Regions from separate parts of the Sus scrofa genome. Here region 2 is linked to region 1. The links are chromatin contacts, called in public Hi-C maps. All regions are on one chromosome and are shown on one strand. Each heading gives the region's core, a stretch centred on a gene start, on an enhancer-like site or on the middle of the called end of the contact. The rest is flanking DNA. Distances are from core to core; before and after follow the strand shown.

The links. Hi-C and Micro-C count contacts between places; a contact is called where the count stands out from the background.
Region 2: a contact with region 1 is called in a Hi-C map of embryonic fibroblasts, with 2.8 times the contacts expected there. The contact joins the enhancer-like site here to the promoter of ZC3H7A in region 1. A contact is called at or near these places in 1 of 5 promoter capture datasets (fetal liver), 11 of 47 Hi-C or Micro-C datasets (alveolar macrophages, embryonic fibroblasts, fetal heart ventricle and 7 more) and 2 of 2 datasets of contacts at active chromatin or transcription factors (alveolar macrophages and skeletal muscle).

What each region holds. Positions count from the first base shown.
Region 1 is chr3:31,330,229-31,333,770 of Sscrofa11.1, reverse strand. ZC3H7A (zinc finger CCCH domain-containing protein 7A) reads right to left here and starts at 1,285. Exons shown (of 23, transcript XM_021086593.1): 1 at 1,141-1,285.
Region 2 is chr3:31,592,853-31,596,279 of Sscrofa11.1, reverse strand. No RefSeq gene overlaps it. Among named protein-coding and RNA genes, the nearest start is that of LITAF, 110 kb to the right of the region's middle. Within about 2 kb of position 1,664, at least 25 of the 83 cell types and tissues checked have an H3K27ac peak or open chromatin away from gene starts, as enhancers often do. A contact at or near this core is called in embryonic fibroblasts and subcutaneous adipose tissue, where this site is marked.

The DNA.
Region 1 (3,542 bases), core at 36-2,535:
AAAAGAAGTAAAAAGAAACCAATGACAATAATATATTTGAGTCAACCCACTATGTTCAAAACAGTATCATCTCAACCGCTATTATTTAACTTGGAAAGAATTATGAATGAGATATCTTTACTTTTTTTCCTTACTAAGCGTTCAAAATCAGGTGTGTCTTTTTCACTGGGAGCACATCTCAACTCCGTCTAGCCACATTCCAAGTGTTCAACAGCTCCTTGCGGCCAGTGGCCACCTTCCCGGGCAGGGCACCTCGAGTCTGGGCAGACCCTCGGTCCTTAAATACCAAACACGGCACCTTCTTTCATGCCTACATTCCGGGGGACAGGGAAAATACTCAACTCCCGATAAATTCACCCAATCAGGGTGCAGGCGCGACCTCTCGGGGACCAGCCGGAGCTTTCCAGCTGGACCACACCCCGGCAATGACCGTCCCCAACAGGAAATTCACGCTAATGGGAACTGACAGGTCCTCATTCTTTAAGGGTGGGGAAAGAAACCTAAAGCCTGGCCGTCTCCAGATCCACAAAAAAGATAGGAAACAATTCGCCGCGCGTCCTAGACGTGCGCCCCGCGCAAAAAAAAAGGGGGGGGGGGAACAGCCCGAAATAAACGAGCCAAGCGCACCGGGCTCATCCTTCCCGCCCCCAAACCTACGGTACTGAATTAGGGGTCCCCGATCACAGAAACAGAGAGAAATAATGAAAACAAAAAAATCCTTTTTTTTTTTTTTAGTTAAATAACCAGAGAGGAGGTATTTTGCCAACGGAAATGCACGCAAGCATGGGATGGAGGGAGCGGGAGCCCTCTACGCCCCGCTAGGGGGACACGCGCCCCCAGGGTGAGACCCCCGCCGCCCCCATCGGAGGGAGGGGACAAGGACCCGCCCGCCCGCGGAGCCCCGCGGCGGCGCGCGCTCGGACCGCCCCTCCGCAGGGGCCGCGCGCCCTTTGTGGCCGAGCCCTCCGCCCCCTCGGCTGCCGCGGGGCGGCCTTGCGCGCCGCCCCTCCCCCGCCCGGCGTCCGTTACCGGCGCGCGCGAGCACGAGGCGGCGGCGGGGGCGCGCCGGGCGGGGGCGCCGGCGGGGGAGGGGCGGCGCGCGGGCCGGGAGGGCGGCGGGGCCCGGCGGGACCCACCTACCTGCGGGGACGGCCGCGCCGGGGGACGGACAGCAGCGCGCGGTGAGCGGGCGGCGGCGGCGGCGGCAGCGGCCTGGGCGCTCGCTCTCACCTTCCCTCCGCGACCGGCGGCGGCGGCGGCTCCGCTGCGCCCGCGCGGCGCCCTCTAGTGGCCGGAGGCCGCGCCCGCCGCCCGGGAGACGCGGCCATTGGCTGCGACCGCGAGCGTCGGCGCCGGGGGCGGTGGCGGCGGCGACGCCACGTCGGGCCGGGCTGCAGAGATCCTCCGCCGTGGGTTCCGGGGCCGCCTCCCGAGCGGGAGCGCGGTCCGCAGCGGGCTGGGACCGCGGGAGGGAGCGAGTAGGGCCAAGGGATGCTCGGACGCGCCGGTGCTGAGAACTAATTCTGGGTGGACGTGCAATTCACATGCGCCGTGGGTGTTTTTTCTGGGCAGCGGCCCTGGAGCCGAAGAGCAGGGAGTTAGAACAGCGTCTACCAGGGAGCTGACCTAGTTTCGGGTATGGGGAGGCCTCCCCGGAGACACTTTATTTAGCAAATCCTAAGCCGGTGTTTCGTACTTTGCCAATTGTAACCCTTCGGAGCCTCAGAACAAGCATCGTTGTCCCCATTCCTACACCCCTACAGCAGAGGAAGGGGGGCAGAGCTCAGGAGCAGCTCTGGGTTGGACCCTGAGCGGGCCTGGCTCCCTGCCTTTCAGGTCTCCGCCCAAATGCCACCTCATCCACCTGTATTTTCAACAGCCCACTGTGCTCTAGGGCTCAGCAGTGGGCAAGGCAGGGTCTCTGTCCCATAGCGGGATGGGGAGTAGCGGTGGGGACCCTCCGAGACGCGAAGGAGACCATTTCCGACGGTGTAAACCGAGATTACAGCAGGGGAATGAGACCGTGATGGGCGGGCTTCACTTACGGTAGAGGGATGACTCTGGGAAGGTTCTGAGAAGGTGATGGCCAGGGAGATGGAGAATGTTCTCCAGGCAGAGGGAAGGGCGAGTGCAAAGGCCTTGAGGCTGGAGCTTGAACAGGAGAGTCCTCTTTGGCTGGTGGCAGGGAGGGAGGGTGGGCGGGTGATGGGGGACTTTGGAGTTTATTCTGTGTGGCACTAATGGGTCTGATTTGGGAGTGACAGGATGTGATTTGCACCTGAGAAAAGCTCTCTGGCTACTGTGCAGAGACTGAGCCATAGGAGGGGTGAGAAAAAGGGAGAAACTAGCCCGGTGACTCTGACAGTGGTCTGAGTAGATTTACAAACCAGATGTATTCATTAGCTCAGGCTGCTGTAACAAAATATGGCAGGTTTGGAGGCTTTTTTTTTTTTTTTAATTGAATTATGGTAATGTGTTAATTTCTGCTGTACAGCTAAGTGACTCATATATCCACACAGGCACACCCACATCTACATAACACGCATTCTTTTTCGTATTCTTCTCCATTATGGTTTATCACAAGATACTGAATATAGTTCCTTCCCTGTATTATCCAGTAGAACCTTGTTATTTAGCTTGTATATACTAGCTTGGATCTGTTCAACCCAAACTCCCAGTCCTCCCTTCTCCCCGCCCCCCAAGGTTAAGTCCGTTTCACCTGCTTAAGTCCGTTTTCTATGCACAGACCTGGAGGCTTAAATTAGAATTCATTTTTTCATGTTCTGGAGGTTGGAAGTCCAAGATCAAGGTGTTGGCAGGGTTGGTTTGTGAAGAGAACTCTCCCCTTGGCCTGCAGAGGACAGCCTTCTTGCCGTGTCTTCACGGGGCCTTTGCCGGGTATGTAAGCATTTCTCTTCCTGTAAGGACACCTGTCATGTTGGCTTGCCCCCCGCACCTCATGACTTCACTTAATTACCTCCGGGGAAGCCCTATCTTCTTGTTAGGGGTTAGGGCTTCACCATGTGAGTTTCGATGGACCCAGTTCAGTCCACGACACAAGGTATGTGCTGTGACAGAAACATTCAAGTAGAACTGACAGGGGCTGGCTTTAGGGGAAGCCCCTCTGAGGAAGGGGTTCTTCTGGTCACTTCAGGTCTCAAACATCTTCTCTTGGAGAGGCCTTCCCTGTCTGCCACCTAATAAAATTGCTGGAGTTCCCATTGTGGCGCAGCAGAAGCGAATCCAACCAGGAACCATGAGGTTGCGGGTTTGATCCCTGGCCTTGCTCAGTGGGTCGAGGATCCGGCGTTGCCATGAGCTGTGGTGTAGGTCGCAGACACAGCTCAGATCTGGTGTTGCTGTGGCTGTGGTATAGGCCGGTGGTCACAGCTCTGATTAGACCCCTAGCCTGGGAACCTCCGTATGCCCTGGGTGCGGCCCTAAAAGGACAAAAGACAAAAAAATAAAATAATTGCCCATTATCCCTGCCCCCTCTTGGCTTCTTTAGAGCAGCCATCGCTGACTGGAATGACCTTGTTTAA
Region 2 (3,427 bases), core at 415-2,914, 260 kb before region 1:
CGTTAACCACTGAGCCACGACGGGAACTCCAATGCTGGATCCTTAACCCCCTGAGCAAGGCCAGGGATCAAACCTGCATGCTCAGGGATACTAGTCAGATTCATTTCCACTGAGCATGATAGCAACTCCGGAATTTACCTCATTTTCTACTGCTGCTATAACACATTCCCACAAGTTGAATGGCTTAAAACACCACCTACTTAGGATCTCAAAGTCCTGGAGATCAAAAATCCAGGTGCAATATGGCTCGGTTGCTTAGAAACCCAGAGGTGGAGATCAAGCTAGTTCCTGGTGGATCCTTCCAGGGAATTTTACACATTGACAAGCCAATACCTGTATTTCCTCTTTTCCTTCTGTCTTTTCTTTTTGCATACAACAGTGACCTCAAACACACAACGCTGTGACATTTTCCCTTTGACAAAGATCACAGATCTGACTTGTTCTTTTCTCAGCTGCATACTATTCCACTGGGTGCTTACTCATGCCATCTATGTAATCCAGCAATGGCTGCATTCCTTTCTGGAGGCTCTAGGGATTGTCCCCAAGAAAAACAACAACAAAAAAATCAGCCAATCGAAGGAAAAAATGGGAGTCCCTGCTGTGGTGCAATGGGATCGGTGGCCTCTCAGGCATTCTGGGACACAGGTTCAATCCCTGGCCTGGCACATTGGGTTAAGGATCCAGCATGGCCACAGCTGCAGCATCGGTTGCAATCGTGGCTCAAATCTGATCTCTGGCCAAGGAACTCCAGATGCCGCAGGGCAGCCCAAAAAAAGAAAGAAATGGACAGTTTTACTCAAGGAAAATTTGAGGATTATAATCCAGGAAGAGCATCTCTGAAAGCGCTAAGAACTGTTCCACCTCTTTCTTAGACGTAAAGGCACGGCTATCTAAGTTTCTTGAGACAGAGGGTTATGTATCAAATGATGTATTATGAACAGTGCACATGATCCAGATTACACGTCATCGTGGTACGTCATGTGACCCCACATGCGATCAAGAAGGAAGATTATCTTTGCAGGAGTTATCTTGGGGTTTTTTTTGGTCTTTTTGCCATTTCTTGGGCTGCACCCACAGCATATGGAGGTTCCCAGGCTAGGGGTCTAATTAGAGCTGTAGCCACCACCAGAGCAATGCGGGATCCGAGCCACGTCTGTGACCCACACCACAGCTCACGGCAATGCCGGATCCTTAACCCACTGAGCAAGGCCAGGGATCAAACCCACAACCTCATGGTTCCTAGCCGGATTCGTTAACCACTGAGCCACGACGGGAACTCCAGGAGTTATCTTGTTGATGCTGGGAGAAGGTTGCTCTTTGTGGTGGAGCAGGTATTCCTGCTGATGGGAGAGGTGGGGTCCGTGCATAACACAGATACAGAAAGCACAACACCAGAGAGAGGAGGCCAAGGGGTGGGAGAATTTTCATGTTGACATTTTTCTTGTCTTGCCATAAACGAAGAATTTTATTTCACAGGATTGGATGGGCTTGCAAGCTCATTCAGATGGTTGGCTGAACTCCGTTCCTCAGGAAAGATTGCAGAACTGAGGTCTCCGTTTCCAGCTGGGACGCTGGCTTCCCTCCCCCTCTCCCCCATAGGCTGCCCACATTCCTTCCAGGCCTTTCTCAAAGCCCCTCCCATGCTCTGAGTCTTTCCTTCCGGGACACCTTTCTGCCTCCAGCCAGAGAAAGTTCTCTGCTTTTAAGGGTTCCTGTGTGTTCATTTCCTACGGCTGCTGTGATGATGAGTCACCAGGAACTTAACTAATACAACACACATTTAGTCTCACAGTTCTGGAGGTCACAAGTCTGCCAAGGATCTCGCACTGGGCTAAAAACCAAGGTGCTGGTCAGGCAGATTCCCTCTGGAGGCTCCGAGAGGAGAAAAAAATCTCCCTGCCTTTTCCAGCTCCCGGAGGCTTCCTCCCCTCTGGCTTGTGGTCCCTTCCTTCCTCTGTCTTCAAGTTCATCCCTTCTGTCTCTGCTTCAGTCCTGGCACACGCCCCTTCTCCTCCAATACGGTTGCTGTTTCAATGAAAGAATTTTGTTGCTGTTTCAATGAAAGAATTTTGTTAATTGTTGTTGTTTCAATGAAAGAATTTATTGTTGTTTCAATGAAAGAATTTTGTTAATTGTTGTTGTTTCAATGAAAGAATTTTGTTGCTTCAAAGAATTTTGTTGTGTTCTTTCAATGAAATTTTGTTGTGTTGTTTCAATGAAAGAATTGTTTCCATGCAAGAATTTTGTTGTTTCAATGAAAGAATTTTGTTGTGTTGTTTCAATGAAAGAATTTTTTGTTGTTTCAAGGAAAGAATGTTTTAAATGAACATAAAGTTGATTTACAGTGCGGTGCCAGCTCCTGCTGCACAGTAGAGGGACCTGGTCATACAGACATGGACGTTCCTTTTCTTCCATCGCGTTCTATCCCAAGCCATTGTTTACAGGTCTGACTTCCCTGCCTCCCTCTTTTAAGGACCACTGTGAGGATGTTGGGTCCACCTGGATAATCCCGGCGACCCTCCCCACCTCAAGGTTCTCACCTTAATCACCTGTGCAAAGACCCTTTTGCCACAGACCATAACATCCACAGGTTTGGGGGATCAGAATGTGAATGTACTCGGGCAAGCATTTTGGCCAGGCTTAGACTACAGAATGACCTAGGCCAAACTTGCTTCTTTCCTTCTTCCTCTCTCTCTCTCTCTCTCTTTTTTTTTTTGTCTTTTGGTCTTTTCAGGGCCACACCCGCAGCATGTGGAGGTTCCCAGGCTAGGGGTCTAACTGGAGCTGTAGCTGCCGGCCTAGGCCAGAGCCACATCAACACCAGATCTGAGCCACGTCTGTGACCTACACCACAGCTCACGGCCATGCCAGATCCTTAACCCACTGAGCGAGGCCAGGGATCGAACCCAAAACCTCATGGTTCCTAGTCGGATTCATTTCCGCTGCGCCATGACGGGAATTCCAAAACTGGCTTCTTTCATGTTAAGAAATGCGTACCTGGTCCTCTTTCTCTGGGAACCCCCTACCCTATCTGCTTACGAATCCACAAGCTCATTTGCAGCATCCTTGCCCGTGATAGCAAAAGCCTGGAGACCGCCGCCACATCCTTTGTACCAGGTCTGGTCAATTACAAAATAATGCGGATATCCACACAGTGGAATTGTATGTAGGGTCCAGAAACAGGAGGGAAGGGGACAGGGCACCCCCCTTAAAAGAATGACACATCTTGAGGATATTACAAAAACTGGTTAGAACCAACTAGGTCCAAGCTGGTGAATGATTTCACTTCCAGTGAACTTTGAGTTTCATTATACGCTCATTGTAATACACGAGCTGAACGACACACCCACAGGTGCCAGGACAGTTCCCAGGCTGCCCATAAAAGGCCAGAAAGCGGATGGTAGCCCAATTCCCAGAAACCCCCACC